2 separate regions of the Triticum aestivum genome follow, and region 1 is linked to region 2. The links are chromatin contacts, called in public Hi-C maps. All regions are on one chromosome and are shown on one strand. Each heading gives the region's core, a stretch centred on a gene start, on an enhancer-like site or on the middle of the called end of the contact. The rest is flanking DNA. Distances are from core to core; before and after follow the strand shown.

Region 1 (7,527 bases), core at 1,679-4,178, 880 kb after region 2:
GGTCCATGTTCTACCAACTCAGGTATTCATACACCTTGTGTTTTATGAGGACCAATCTATGAACACAGCCATGTTTTCATCGAATCATCTCACACGCGGCGGACGGTACAAGCTTCAATGCAAAAGATGAGCCTTGGGCTCCTTTCTCAGCATTGATATGCTCACAAATTTCCGGACATGTTGTTAGAAAATCATACCTACTACGTAAAAACTCAGACGTCCAACATAAGCTCGTAGATCGTCCTCAATACTATGGACCACAGATACACCTCACACCAAATGCATGCACCGTATCTCGACCAAGATGCACCAAACCCCAAGCAGACCAAAAGATTCAGGTACGTTTTCATCAAAATTCGCTTGCTGTTTTCGGAGAACGACATGCTTTTTTGTTCTCGCGTGTGCTAATTCGCAGGCCAACAGAGCCACGGAGCATATTTTCGCCAACACAACGAGAAAAAGAGTAAGGAAGAAGAGAGCAAGTGGGTACTTGGTCGGAACAGCCGATGTGACTGACACTCGATCCGGCCACAAACCCGCCCACACGGCGACGCGGCACACCGGATCGGGACAGGCCACGCCCTCCTCCCTCCATGTGAGGTTCTGAAACTGGGAGCGCCTTTCTCCCTTTCCTTTTCGTACGCGCCGGTGGGCCCCACGCTCCAATCTACTCCCCACGTACCGTAAACAAGCAATTTTTACGTGAACGCTCACGCGTACGTAGACTGCGTGGTGTGTCTGACAGCGTGACGCGAATCATAGACTAATCGAAAGCAAGATCTATCCAGTTCAAAAATACCACTCCACCACTCCTCCTACAATTTGAACTGCGCTAGAGGACAAGCGATCGTGGCCCGTCCGTCTCGCTGTCAGACATGGCCATGCACAGAGCGGATTCAATACGGCATGTGCCATGGCCACAGCCCACAGAGCGGCGAGGCGCTGTCGACGGGCCGCCGTACATTTGACGAATGACCAGTGTACGTACCTACGACCCGAGTACGTATGGTTGCGCGGTAGCGGTTGTGCCCCGTTCCGTCCAGACAGGTGACATGACGTGGTCACGCGACGTCGTATTTCCCCCAGCTGTGGCGCGGCCGGCGTACGTGCTAATTCTGGTAGTTTACTGGTCACCGAAAGATTGTTCCTACTTACTCGTAAGACATTTCCGCCAAGTTCAATCATTGCTACTTCCATACGGTATGAGCGGGAAGCGAAGAGGTGAAAGAGACAGAGACGGCGACGTGGCGCTCCAAAATCCTATAAAAACACAGCACTACTGGCTTCCACCATGATTGCATCAGTGAACTCGTTTTTGCTGCGGTTGGTAGAAAACGGAATGAAGCGTACTCTCAAAAAAGAAAACGGAATGAAGCCAGGCAACGGAAAACGATGGACCCGCGAAAACAACCGCGGGCAGGGCCTCCATGTGCGCGCGCACGGGATGCCACTCCGCGCCGTGCCGTGCCGTGCCTGCGCGCGCGCAGGGCAGGGCAAAGGGCACTGCGCGTGCACGCGAAAGGCGGTGAAAAGAGAGCGGGGGCCGGGCAACGGCGCCAACCAGGCGCGCGCGCGCGGGGCAAAAGCCCCCGTGCATTCGGCCCCAGGGTCGTCGCTTCTTTTCGCGCCATATCACCCCTCATCCGTGGGCATCGGCGCCAATCACATTTGGCTTTCGGCTTTCCCCTGCCCCGCGACCAAGTTCACGGCCTCGACCACGATCGTGAACGCCGGGCGCTCCCGGCTCTCGCCGCGCGCGGCCGCGCCAAGGGATGATGATCGATCACCCGCGCGACCGGCGTCGCGATCGGCCGGGAGACCGACCCGCACGGTCGCGTGTCAATCCGACTGGGGTAGGAGCACGTAACACGAGCTGACGCGGCAGCAGCAGGGGGACAGACAGCGCCCGTCGCGCGCCCAACAACAAGCAAACAGAGCACGCCGGGCCCGACGGAAAGTGACGTGGAAATTGCGGTTTATCCCCATCATTTTTTTCCTTCCACGTATGCTCCATTATTCGACTGAGCATCATGAGAGAGTATTTTACACTCGAAATTTTGGGTTTGATCCGTGGCCAGTGGAGGCCGAGGGAGGAGCAAGGAAAGCGACGCCGAGGGAGGATGACGGGGAGCGCGCTCGCACGCCCGACGCCCCGATATGCACGCTCCGCTCCGTGCGGCTCCTCCCAGAAAAAGCTACTCGTTCGTTTGCAGAAGCAAAAAATTTGGCATTAATTAGGGCCACTAATAAGATTAGTACTTACTAACTAGAGAACAATAATCATCTGGAGCAGCAAAAGGAGAAGAATAATCGAGTTTACACAGCAGTGGGGCAAACGACAAGGATCTGGGAGTAAACAAACGATGTGAAGCGACGGAAAGGCGAACGCGGCTAGCTTTAGCAGTTTAGCTCGGCTACGGGTATCAAACGGAGGAAAGGAGTATAAAAATGCCGGGCCGGGCCGGGCGCCATTCTTATCGCGAAAGGCCGCCGCAGTGGGCAGCGGCAGCAGCGCAGCGAGGGAGCAGCAGCGGCCAGCGGCGACGAGGCAAAGGACAAAGCGGGACGGGACGGCGACCGGAGTGGGCGCCGCCGCGTGGGCCGCTGGGCCCCGGTCCGGTCAGCACCCCAGATCGCGGCCGTTCCAGTCAATCACACACAGACAGATCCACCCCGGCCGCGCAGCGGTAACAACAGTAAAAACTCAAAATCACAGCACACTGGTGCCGTTTTTTACCGCCAGATTGATTGATCGGGTGACGGTACTATTCGTAATTTCAATTTGGCATTCCTATCCATGCGTCAGGAGAGCACAGGAAGAATGCAGAGAAAAGAAAGGGGGGAAAGAGGCGGTGACAGAGGCGGTGGATCGAGTTTTTATAAATGGGGGCCACGGAGATCCAGATCTATCTATCCCGCCTCCCTCCCTCACTCTCTCCTGAGACGACGAGCGAGCGGGGAAAAACATCACAGCAGCAGCAGCAGCAGATAAAAACACCGCAGGACAGAACGCGGCAGGCGCATTTTGCAGAAACCCCCTCGTGAGGTTTTGCCAATCGCCGGCGGCACCCTCGTCCTCTCGTCTCCTCCCGGGAAAAGGGACGGCGGGCGGCCAGCTTATACATAGGGAGATTGGGATACAGCGCGAGGGGGACGGAAGGGAAGGGAAGGTGCGCACCACCCTCGTGCTGCCGCTGCCTCAACTAGTATAGCTCGCTAGCTAACCCACGAACGAGCTCTGGGGATTCATGGAGTCGCTGGTCTCCGGCTCGAGCTCGCTCTCTAGCTAGTGGTTCGTTGTGCTGTGCGAGGACGGGAGGGAGGGAGGAGGAAGAAGGGGTGTGAGGTTGTTTGCAAGTTAGGTTTGGTTGGGTTGGGTTGGGCGAGCTTGGTCGATCGGCGGCATGGACGCCTACGAGGCGACCAAGGTGGTGTTCGCGCGGATCCAGGGGCTGGACCCGGACCACGCGGCCAAGATCATGGGGCTGCTGCTCATCCAGGACCACGGCGAGAAGGAGATGATACGCCTCGCCTTCGGCCCGGAGGCGCTGCTGCTCGCCGTCATGGCCAAGGCGCGCAAGGACCTCGGCCTGCTCCCGGGGTCGGGGCCGGGGACGCCCACCTCCGCCGCCCACTCGCCCTTCATGCTGTCGCGCCAGAACTCCGGCCGCGGCGGCGGCTGCGGCGGAGGCACGGCGCCCTCGCCGCTGTCGGTCTCCTCGCCCTCCTCGTGGGCCCCGCCGCCGGTGTTCTCCAGGAGCAACAGCGTCAGCAATGGCACCGCAGAGGAGATGGCGGGCGTCGGGGAGGAGCAGCTGATGAGCCCGGCCAACGGCGGTGGGGGCCCGCAGTCGCCCTTCTTCGGCGGGGACTCCTCGCTGATCCTCGACGAGCTCCACCTGCAGGACCAGCTCGCGTTCCTCAGCGAGGGAGGCATGGGCGGTGGGGGAGGGCGTCAGCTCCCGCTCTTCGACAGCGGCGAGTGCCGCAGCCCCAGCGGCGACGGCGGGCTCTTCCCTTACGGCGCCGGCTGGGCCAACGGCGGGCCCGGGCACCGCAGGAGCGCGTCGGTGAGCGAGCTCTGCTTCGGGGGCAGCGACGGCCTCGGCTGGAAGCCGTGCCTCTACTACGCGCGCGGGTACTGCAAAAACGGGAGCGCCTGCCGGTTCGTGCACGGCGGTCTCCCTGACGACCTCGCCGGCGCGAAGATGGACCAGGCCGCCGTGGAGCAGCAGTGCCAGGACTTCCTCCTCCGCTCCAAGTCCCAGCGCCTGGCCGCCGCCGCCGGCTTCGCCTACTCCCCCACCGGCTCTCTCCCTGGCTCCCCCTCCGCGGCGAGCAAGTGCCTGAGCTTGCTCCTGCAGCAGCAGCAGCAGCAAAACGAGGGCCAGAGGTAAATACCCACCCCCCTCGCCACCGACGAGCTTCTCGCTCTCGTTTCTACCAGCCGGCAGCTCACCGATTGCTCTCCGATTCGCAGGGCGGCGGCCGCGGCTGCCGCAGCGGCGCTGATGCTGGGCGGCGACGAGGCGCACAAGTTCATGAACCGTCCCCGTCTCGACCGCGGCGACTTCGCGAGCATGATGAACCCGGGGTCCCGGCAGATTTACCTCACCTTCCCGGCGGACAGCACCTTCCGCGAGGAGGACGTCTCCAACTACTTCAGGTACCTCACCGTGCTCGCTCGCACACCGCAGTTCGACCTCCGCTCTGCCTGAAAGTTCCACCGGGATTAACCGTGCTCTTCCCCTGAACCGCAGCATCTACGGCCCTGTCCACGACGTGCGCATCCCCTACCAGCAGAAGCGCATGTTCGGATTCGTCACCTTCGTCTACCCGGAGACGGTGAAGCTGATCCTGGCCAAGGGCAACCCGCACTTCATCTGCGACGCGCGCGTGCTCGTCAAGCCCTACAAGGAGAAGGGCAAGGTCCCCGACAAGTTCAGGCAAGCCCACGGCGATCTTTGCCGCTTGCTTCCGGCAGCAGTAACTAAAACAACGACAACATCCCCATGACCATTTATTTCCGCTGTTGCTCTGCAGGAAGCAGCAGGGCGAGAGGGTGGACTTCTCCGGCTGCGGGTCTCCCACCGGGCTGGACGCCAGAGACCCCTTCGATCTGCACCAGATTGTTGGTTCGTCATTGTTGCAACTTCATGTTGATTGTTCATGTTCATATGCATGATGAGTGAGTGTGTGCTGAGCTGAGATTCTTGTGTTTGATTTGGATTTCAGGTGCGAGGATGCTGCAGCACTCGAACAGCGCCAACGAGATGCTGCTGAGGAGGAAGCTGGAGGAGCAGCAGCAGGCGGTGGAGCTGCAGCAGGCGATCGAGCTCCAGAGCCGGCGCCTCATGGGGCTGCAGCTGCTCGACCTCAAGACCCGCTCCGCCGCCGCGCCGACCCCCATCGGGAAGCCGTTCAGCCCCACCCACACGACTGCCGCCACCCCGACCCTCGAGTCGCCGCCCGATTCCGGTATTACTTGTGTGTGGCCAACAGAGAACACATCTTATTATTACCTGGTCACAACAGATGCAGTGTTGCTCACATTTGCTGTGCTGATCTTGTGTTAACAGGGGAGCAAGGCAATGGCTGCGGCTTCCTTTTTCCTCATAAGAATGCGGTCAACGGAGCTGATAAGGATGAAACCTCAGGCGATTCCACCACCAGCCCTAACACTGACAGTGACCAAAGGTGGAATTTAACGCTAAACAAATCACCATCATCATCACCATTTGTTCCTTTCATCACACTTAGCTTTCGTCCAGCAGTGCTGGGAAGTAAGCATTTCACCAAACTGATCTTTTAGACCCCTTGTGCTAATATGCAGCGCGGAGCATAACCTGCCGGACAGCCCGTTCGCGTCGCCGACCAAGTCGGGGGCCTTTGCCCGTGATCCTTTCGCGCCTACTGAGTCGGAGATCGCCGCCGCGTCTACGGGTTGCAACGCGGCCTACAACGGCGGCATCAACAGCAATGGTGCAAGGAACGGCGGCATTAACCACCATCTCCTACCTCCAGCATTGGACATACCCTCACCAAAACCTTACTTCTTCCCCATGTCCAGGTGTGCTTAACACCATCTCTATCAATGTCCCATGCATAGTTCCATTTACTATTGCAAATTTGCATGATTGGTGTGCTGAAGGTATCATGGATGCAGGCTGTCCTCCGATCACGGCGCGGTCGGGATGTAAAGTAGCGCTGAATGGAAGTGAGTGATACTACTGCCTAATCATAGTAAGCACCCCCTCTCTTTTTACCAGCCCATCAACACCTTGCTCCCCAGTAAAATCATGCCATGCCTTTTTCACTTATTGGAATGATGGTGTCTTAACCTCGGATCCTTCTGTGTGTTTTGCCTTGTCTATGTTGTGCAGGAATACTAGCAGCAAAGAAAAAGGAATAGTGCAACATAGGAAAGAAAAGAGTGAAGAAGTTGCAGCATAGTTTTAGTTTCAGCAGCCCCCTTTTTTTTACTTTCTTTCCCTTCACCTCTGCTCAAGCTGATGGCACCAGCTTATTCAGACCACAGGAGGCGAAGGACAAAAAATACTACCACTACTAGCAACCCCAAGGCTTTAAAAACAGTGTCAGATACGTTAGGGCCCCTCCTATTATTACCATTACCATATGCATTAGTTACTGTTAGTTGATTACTCCTGCTACTACTAGTACCACCACCACCACCAACCCCCCATTGATGTGCCACCAAGCTCCTGGCAAGGCAAGCCACCGCCAATATAATACCCACTAGTAGTAGTTCTCATGTAATAGTAGCACATTAGGTGTGATGTTTAGCCAAAAAGTACAGAGGAATACTACCACAATGTATGACATACACTAGTGCTCTGCTCGCTGTATTGCAAGACAGTGCAACAAGATACGGAAGTGACGGACAGGCAGGGAGGCATAGCTAGCTAGTTGTGTTGGCGTTTACGTATGTATAATTTCACTGGATGAATGAAGATATTGAACAGGTCCGTCATGTCTCGGTGCTGTGGGCGTGTCGTGTCAGGGGGAGGGGTGGACCACTCACTCACTGCCGTGCCCGTGCAGCTGCAGCGGTAGGGCGGAGTGTCAGCGTTGGCCGTGGATCATGGTCCCTTCTTCCTCAGCAGCACCATTCAGCTCACCACAGAAGCTGTGTTTTTTTCTTCTTGGTTTTTCACTTTCTACTTCTTGTTCGGTCTGTGCTGTTGCTTTCCGGCATTGTAGCAACGCATTGCCGGACGGGGACAGCGACGGGATGGAACGGACGGAGCCACGGAGGGGACATGCTTTTCTTGCGACGCGTAAAAAAAAACGACGGATGCCCACGCCGTCCGCGTCCGGAGATCGGATGAAACGGATACGAGTGCGACGTCGGGATTATTATCATCACCCAGAACAGAAAAACCGAGCGCTTGAAAAGAAAAAGGCGATGCCGGTAGTCACGATTATTCCCCTCCTTGGTGATGAGATTAGATTAGATTAGATTAGACTGCTGGTTGCGATTACGTACGGCTGCTAATCATGTCAGCA
Region 2 (7,088 bases), core at 2,591-5,090:
AGAGCTTTCACTACATCAGCCCTGCATTCCGAAAAACTACTGCCAGAAGGTGCAGCCGATGCTTCAAATGTATTGCCACCATACTTGTATTGCCCTAAAATCATAAATGCCATTAGAATAGAGTCCTCCTATGATCAGCACAATGAAAACAAGCATGTCATGTCATAATCTACTTGTGGTTTGTATTGGCTATGAGTTTTTATGGACATAATACAAAGTAAGTAATACTCCCTCCATCCCATAATATAAGAGTGTTTTGGACATAGTGTCAAAAACGCTCTTGTATTATGGGACGGAGGGAGTATATATGGTAATACAAGTACTTTTAACAGAAAGGATGATAAGCGGCAGACTAACAAGCAGAACAAATAAGATAGTTTGTCCTGTAGAGAATGGTAATGTACACAAAACAAATTTGAGGAATTCGTCCTACTGTAAGCCTGAGTTTGTTTCACAAGATAGCAAAGCTGACTTCTTTTGGGAACAAACTTCACTGAATGGGCTGGGAACTAACCTAGACTTTTAAGATGCAGATGAAAAAGACAATAGCAGAACAGTAAGGCAGAAGAAAGCAGTCATACCCTGATGTCCAGCCAATACACAGTTGCTGTAACCATTGGCATTGCCAGCTTTTAAGATCTCTGCTCTAGCAGCCAGCAATCCATAGCGCAAATAACTGCAATGAAAGTTCACACTTATATTCATGATTTAAACTCATCACACCTTGGACAAGAATAATCATGTGATGTCACTTCTATTAGTCATACACCAAAAACTTATTACCCACAGAGCACAAGTGGATGCATAACTAAAGTCAGTTCAGATTAGGTATTGGTTGAACCGATGGCAATATGTTTGTCTACAATGCAGTTGCCTTGAAACAGTGTTAAATAAAGTCATGCTTTTCTTGAGATTACTCAGCTGTTCTTACTGGTGGATTTTTACACATTTAAATTGGGATCATCATGAATTTCTCACTCCCAATATGAATTATTTTAGGTCATTAATGTATTGTGGTGACATGATCGTTTCTTACATGATTGCACTTTTTTTTCTTTCAGTGATTTATGACTCATCAATCCAATTAGACAAAAACAAGATTTGCAGGACAGTACCACCATCAGGTGCTTAAATAGGTTTTCATAATTGTTACTTCGTGTTATGCTTAGAAACATCAGCAGAGGGTTCACAAATTACCAGGACAATAATTCAGCTAAACAGGAGGAACAGCAAAAAGCTAACGGAAGTTATAATATCAACCTGTGCACATAAAGATGATATGTTGTCCCTTTAAGGAAAAGCTTCTTCACGTATGATTCTTCACCATCTGCTGGTTTAGGAGCCTTTTCAGCATCCTTCTCTGGGATAGCATACGCCATTTGGACAGATCCACCGCCAAGGTCAACCACACCAACTGTGTCTGCATAGGTCTTTCCCAGATTTCCCAACAGATAATTAATGGTAACCTGTAAGATTATAGAAGAGTGAATGAGAGAGATATGGTATATGTCCCTAACTAGAAGGTAGTAAACAAAGCAGCAAAGCTTATGAGTAATTCCTAAACACTCTGCTTAGCGCACAATCTGACCTCTAATAGGCCTGGTCAGTGGTTACCTTGAACTCTACTGACATACAATTTTACATGTCTATACCATCTATATCTATACCACTATATAGTGTGGGAATGACTTCGAATATTGGCTGTTGGATGAAGCCAATCAAACTGTGGAAAGTCAGCAAATACAAGCATTCTTGGCCATTGGACATCTTATTCAATATACAAGATTTTGCCATGCATGCGTACCATCTAGAATATTCCATTACTAAGCTTAAGCACAATGCACCCTATGCACAAATCTCAAAGCACTATGTTTCTCCTGTGTTCTACAATCTTCCATACTTTAAGACTGCCAACTTTTATCTTGTAAATGAATTGCTATTGCTTTTTTACTTTATGAATATAAATGCATAATATGCACAAACCTTATCACTTTATTAAAGAGAACACACACAAAAGAAACTCCATTGCTACAGTAGCATAGCAATATAACATGCCGCTCAAAGAATTGACATTCACTTTTGCTTTATTTACTTCTTGTACAAGGCTATGGCAGCATCTTCATAAAATGATTTATATTTATTTTTCAGTGCCATGAACTACAAGAATTAAATCTACATCTCATACATGATGCATATGTGACTATAATCTCTAGTTGCTTGTGTTACGTGATATGTCAAATATGCAATCATACATTGGTTATGTAAGTTCTCACGTGCAATGCACGTGTACCTTACTAGTAAACCATCAAATCAGTTCATAACTTAGGAAAATGGCATGTAGTCTTCTAAAAAAATGAAATACATGCAGTGGTAAAAAGAAAATACTGAAGAGCGTTAGAATAACATGAAACGCAACCATATGTGATAATTAAGGCCAGCATCCTACCCATTCATATGCACCTTCCTGAGTTCCATCAAGAACTGTGACCCAATCCGGCTGGTTCTTAAATGAACTCTTTTCACGAAGAAGATCCCTAACCTGCATTTTTGTGGATACATTAACATCCAGGTACACAATCAATCATGGCAAATTGGTAATAACGTAACAAAAACCTCACTGAAACAAAACAAAAAAGCATAATAACTCGCAATGCAGACAATGATGATGATGATGATGATATGATAGAAGACCATTTACCGCTTGCAAGATCTCTTCGGATTTTCCTGCTCCCAAAGCTCTTAGCCCTGCTGTTGCCTGTGAATGAATGAGGAAGCTAAGGACATCAACAAGCACCGATTACAAAATCAATTAGTGTGAACAAACCACTCACCCCAACTCTGACAGGCGTCTGGTCGCGCAATTCAGCCGGAACCACTTCCTTGGCCTTCTCAATGAGGGAGACGAGCGATTGAGCAGCCTCGCGCGGGTCCTGGGCGTACGCGCTAAGTCCAGGCTTTTTCTGCAAGGGCGGAAGGGGAACGGAATTCAGCTGACAATGACCTAGACCAGATCCAGATCCGATGGACGAACGGGTCGTCGACTTACCTGGACGAAGAGCTCGATGTCGGTGCCAATGTGGACAAGATCCAGGTTGCCGTCGAAGCAGAAGACGTGGACGCGGCTGCCGGAGCTGCCGGCGTCGAATATGACGGCGTACTTCTTACCCCCGGCGGCGGCGGCGCCGACCCCTCCTCCCAGGGGCCTCTGGGCGGCCCCGGCGGGCGCGCGCGGCATGAGGAGGAGCACGAGCGAGACGAGGGCGAGGGGCGCGAGCACGACGAGCAGCACCCCGCGGTAGCGGTGCACGCGGTCGGCGAGCGTGTCCTGGCGGCCGGCGCCCGGCAGCTGCGAGTAGCGGCGCATCTTGTCGGCGGGCAGGAGGAGGAGGTCGGGCGAGGAGGGCGTGCGGTAGCGGATGCGGCCCCCGGGGCCGGGGGGCGACGGCTGCTTGACCGCCTCTAGATCCTCCGCGGGATCCAGCGCTCCCGTCCGTCCGCTCCGCTCCGCGCGCGTCGGCGTGGGCGTGGAGGAGGCGAGGGATGGACAGCCGATCTGCGCGAGCCTCGGGGGTGGAGTTTTAGGCGGGCGTGCGCGCGTCGGTGGGTTTGACTTCGGGAGGGGTGGCGTCGGGATCCGGGCGCGCGTTGGGGAAATGCGTGCGCCTCGGGATGTGGCGCGGTGGTGTCTAGGTGCTGCCGCCGGGCGCGCGCGCGACGGAGGCGGGAGGGAGGTGGCGGTGGCGGTGGCGTGCGGAAAGGACGGCGCTTTGTAGCGGCCGCGGCGGGGGAGGGGGTGGGGGGTTGCTTGTGCGGGTTCGCCGTGCCCGTGCCGGTGCGGTTGGGTCTGGGTTGGCTTCGTCCGCGCGCGTGTGCGGAGTTGGCCGGACGCCACCGGAGCTGCGGTGCTCGGTAATTTCTCACGGTGCTGGTCCACGGGTGCGCCGGACCGTGATTGGTTGGTGTAGGCAGGTAATTGACCGTGTACGCGCCAACCAGAGAGCGTGTCGACGTGTTGATGCATTCAGCGTCCAGTTAAACTTTCTTTTTTCTGAAAAAAAACTTTCGATGGACTCATCCATAGTCACGGCAGTACAAACAATAAAATAAAAGTAACAAGTACATAGACCATTACCGACGAATATAAGCATTGAAGCGAGTCAAAGGAGTGCTGCCATCGTCAGCCCTTACCGATGTCGAACAAATCTTGTTGTGGTAACAGTGAGGAAGTCGTCATGTTAAGACCTTATGGGACGAGCGCAACAGACAATCATCATCGATGAAGAGAAGCTCAAAAGTATCCAGCCTGTAGACACATGGATGTAGATGAACAAGGACCAAATCCAAGTAGATTCACCGAAGACAAAAACCGACCGAATCTTCAGGGATCAGCTAGAGACACAACTCCAAATGCCCTCAGATGATGCTAGAAGTACCACCAGGATGGGGCTAGGCAAGGAGAACCTCATTCCATCTTCAAGAAGTCGCTGACGCCTCACCTTTCTAAATAGGACACAAAACTTAAACCGGGACAAGGAGACACCTAAAACGGAGCAGGACCCATCCCACTCGCAAGGGTCGAGGTCCACCGCACCTCCATTGCATAAGGCCACAAAAAATGAGACAGACTCTGGCAACAATGACATAATTTAGGAATCTCTGATCATCCGAGTGGCGAGAAGCACATGCGAAGGGATACGATGCCAGATGCGTGCTCTAGTAGCAATCCATTTTACCCTTGGGGAAGTCCACTCAATGCACACATTTTTTTTCTCAATTCTTTTACTAGAGTGGCCTACAACTTTTTTGATTGAATTGGAAAAATACAGCAAACACAATGTTTTGGATCATAAATAAATAAATTACTCTCTCCTATACATATTAATTGTCACTGATTTAGTACAAGGGAATACAAAACAATTCTCATAACGATGAATTTTTTCAGAGGCAACTTTCCATACCTATTAATAAAGGAATGACTATTTATTTTTCCCAGCTACTACGTGTTTTACAAAAAATCCATTGATCTTTCTGATATTCACCCCGCAATCTAGGCTTAAATCGGATTTTCGCTTTTGCGGAAAAAAACTTATGTTTTCCTAATCAACTCGCAGTTCAGTTCTAAGTTAGATTTTTTTTCTTTTGTAGTAAAACCCCTGATATTTGGGATAATCAACTCACAGTCCATATAAAATTCTTTAAAAAAATCCATATCTTTAAAATCGTAACTCCAAATTTAACATGTATATGGAATTTGATTAAAAATCTATAGAATCTAAATACAATGTTATTTTATCTATTAAGTATTTTTTTAAATGATATTTAGGGTGCTAGTCTAATCAATATCGCATGATCCACCTTTCTTTCGTATCGGTGTCGATCCAGACTAAAAATGAATGCCTCAGCAAAAGCAAATTGGAGACGAAAGAAACTATCTATAACGAGACATGCACGCCTCGTCAAAACCTCGCGGGAAAAAAGGCAGATTTCTCATCTTATGCTGAGAGAGAGAGAGAGAGAGAGAGAGAGAGAGAGAGAGAGAGAGAGATGTCTTAGGATTGACCATATTCAAACACATATGTGATTGTGTGAGCACTGAGGCCACCTTCAGTGAGTGTGGGAAGGAGAATAAGTGGCAACATAGATGGATGTCATGTGCGGAAATAAAGGACATAGACCTATTGGGGTATTGAATCATGGTTATTGGGTTAAAGGCGTGTGATTTTTCTTCTTCTGTTGCAACGCACAAACTCTTTTGCTAGTCATATTTAAAATTAGGAAGTTATTTGATTTAATTTGATTGAGATAGTGCAAAATATCTAGAATGTCCGCGTTTGATTTGATGGAGTTAATGCAAAATATTTGATTTGATTTGGTTGCCCGTATCCAATCTATATCTAGAATGTTTGCATTTGATTTGATTGAGTTAATGCAATTACCTTACACCCACGGCGTTGCAAAAGATTTGATTTGATTTGGCTGAGTTAATGCATGACATGGGAGGGGAGGCTTGACCAATGAACGTACGGCCACCAACTCCCCCTTTAATACTAGAGATTGTCCTTATATAATGAAAGGCAATAAAAGTAATGGTAATGTGAAGGGGGACAAGAAAGAAAAGCACAGGCAAAGGAACCATGCAATTAAAGCATTTTTGGATATTTTTCGATGTGATAAATATAGGAATTTCTTTAAATCTAAACAGTTGGTATGCAATCACGAGCCCTCATCGTATTGCAACCGTCCAAGTTCATTATCTAATGCATGCAACACCAAAGATCTATAAAAGGACAGGGGGTGCGACAATGGAAGCAACCAATCACCTACATCACCAGTTCAGACCTCCCCACCAGGAGGGGTATTCTCTGCCGGCATGGCACCGAAACCATGGGCTCCCATAGGATTGTCGATGATCACACTAGAGTTGATCTTCGTCAGTCTCCTGCTGCAAGCGGACTCAAAATCATGTGTTGAAATGATAGGCAACCGATTGGTGACCACCATGAGGGACAAATGCTTGCTTGCTTTCAATCCATCAACAAAACCTGGTTCAAATCCCATTTGCGGAGAAAGAGTGCTGCCAGGCGGTAGGCAAAGGTCTTGAGAGGTCCAGGGGAAACAGGTGCCTTTGTAACTACATGAAGCTTAATCCTGGCCTTGGTGGGCCTCCTGTCTTGGGTGGGCCTACTATGGCTGAATTGTGCAAGCTTAGCGAAAGGACCAAACAAATCTGTGGAAGCTAATTCACTTTAAAAAATCTGTGGAAGCTAGTAAGAAGGAAATGCAATGAAGGGGATATGAGATGATGTAGTGTCCTACTCATATTGTTATGCTTATTAGTAGTTGTCATTTAATTATTTTTATGGTTTCATGTATGTGTTGTGACACCTTGGATTTAGCCAATTTTTCTTTTTCTTGGATTTATTGAATATTTGATTTGGATTTGGATTTTTTGTCAACTTCTTTTGGACTTACCACTTGGAAATCATTTTGATTTTCTTCCAAGTGGGTTCTATCCACTACAAAAGAAAGACACATCCGTGACAATTTTGGGCCGAAAGAAAAAAAATTCTGTCATACTTATGACACTT

What was found. A called contact is a pair of places that touch in the nucleus more often than the background predicts.
Region 1: a Hi-C map of leaf shows a contact between it and region 2, with 5 times the contacts expected there. The contact joins the promoter of LOC123043658 here to the promoter of LOC123043656 in region 2. A contact is called at or near these places in 2 of 5 Hi-C or Micro-C datasets (both in leaf).

Annotation. Positions count from the first base shown.
Region 1 is chr2B:93,834,103-93,841,629 of IWGSC CS RefSeq v2.1, forward strand. It overlaps LOC123043658 (zinc finger CCCH domain-containing protein 53), which reads left to right and starts at 2,929. Exons shown (of 9, transcript XM_044466178.1): 1 at 2,929-4,393; 2 at 4,481-4,666; 3 at 4,761-4,946; 4 at 5,044-5,135; 5 at 5,236-5,487; 6 at 5,580-5,697; 7 at 5,834-6,070; 8 at 6,167-6,243; 9 at 6,384-6,986. The coding sequence starts at 3,405. The coding sequence ends at 6,200.
Region 2 is chr2B:92,952,764-92,959,851 of IWGSC CS RefSeq v2.1, forward strand. It overlaps LOC123043656 (probable apyrase 2), which reads right to left and starts at 3,841. Exons shown (of 9, transcript XM_044466173.1): 1 at 3,047-3,841; 2 at 2,832-2,960; 3 at 2,699-2,755; 4 at 2,447-2,539; 5 at 1,261-1,466; 6 at 582-676; 7 at 1-94. The coding sequence starts at 3,364.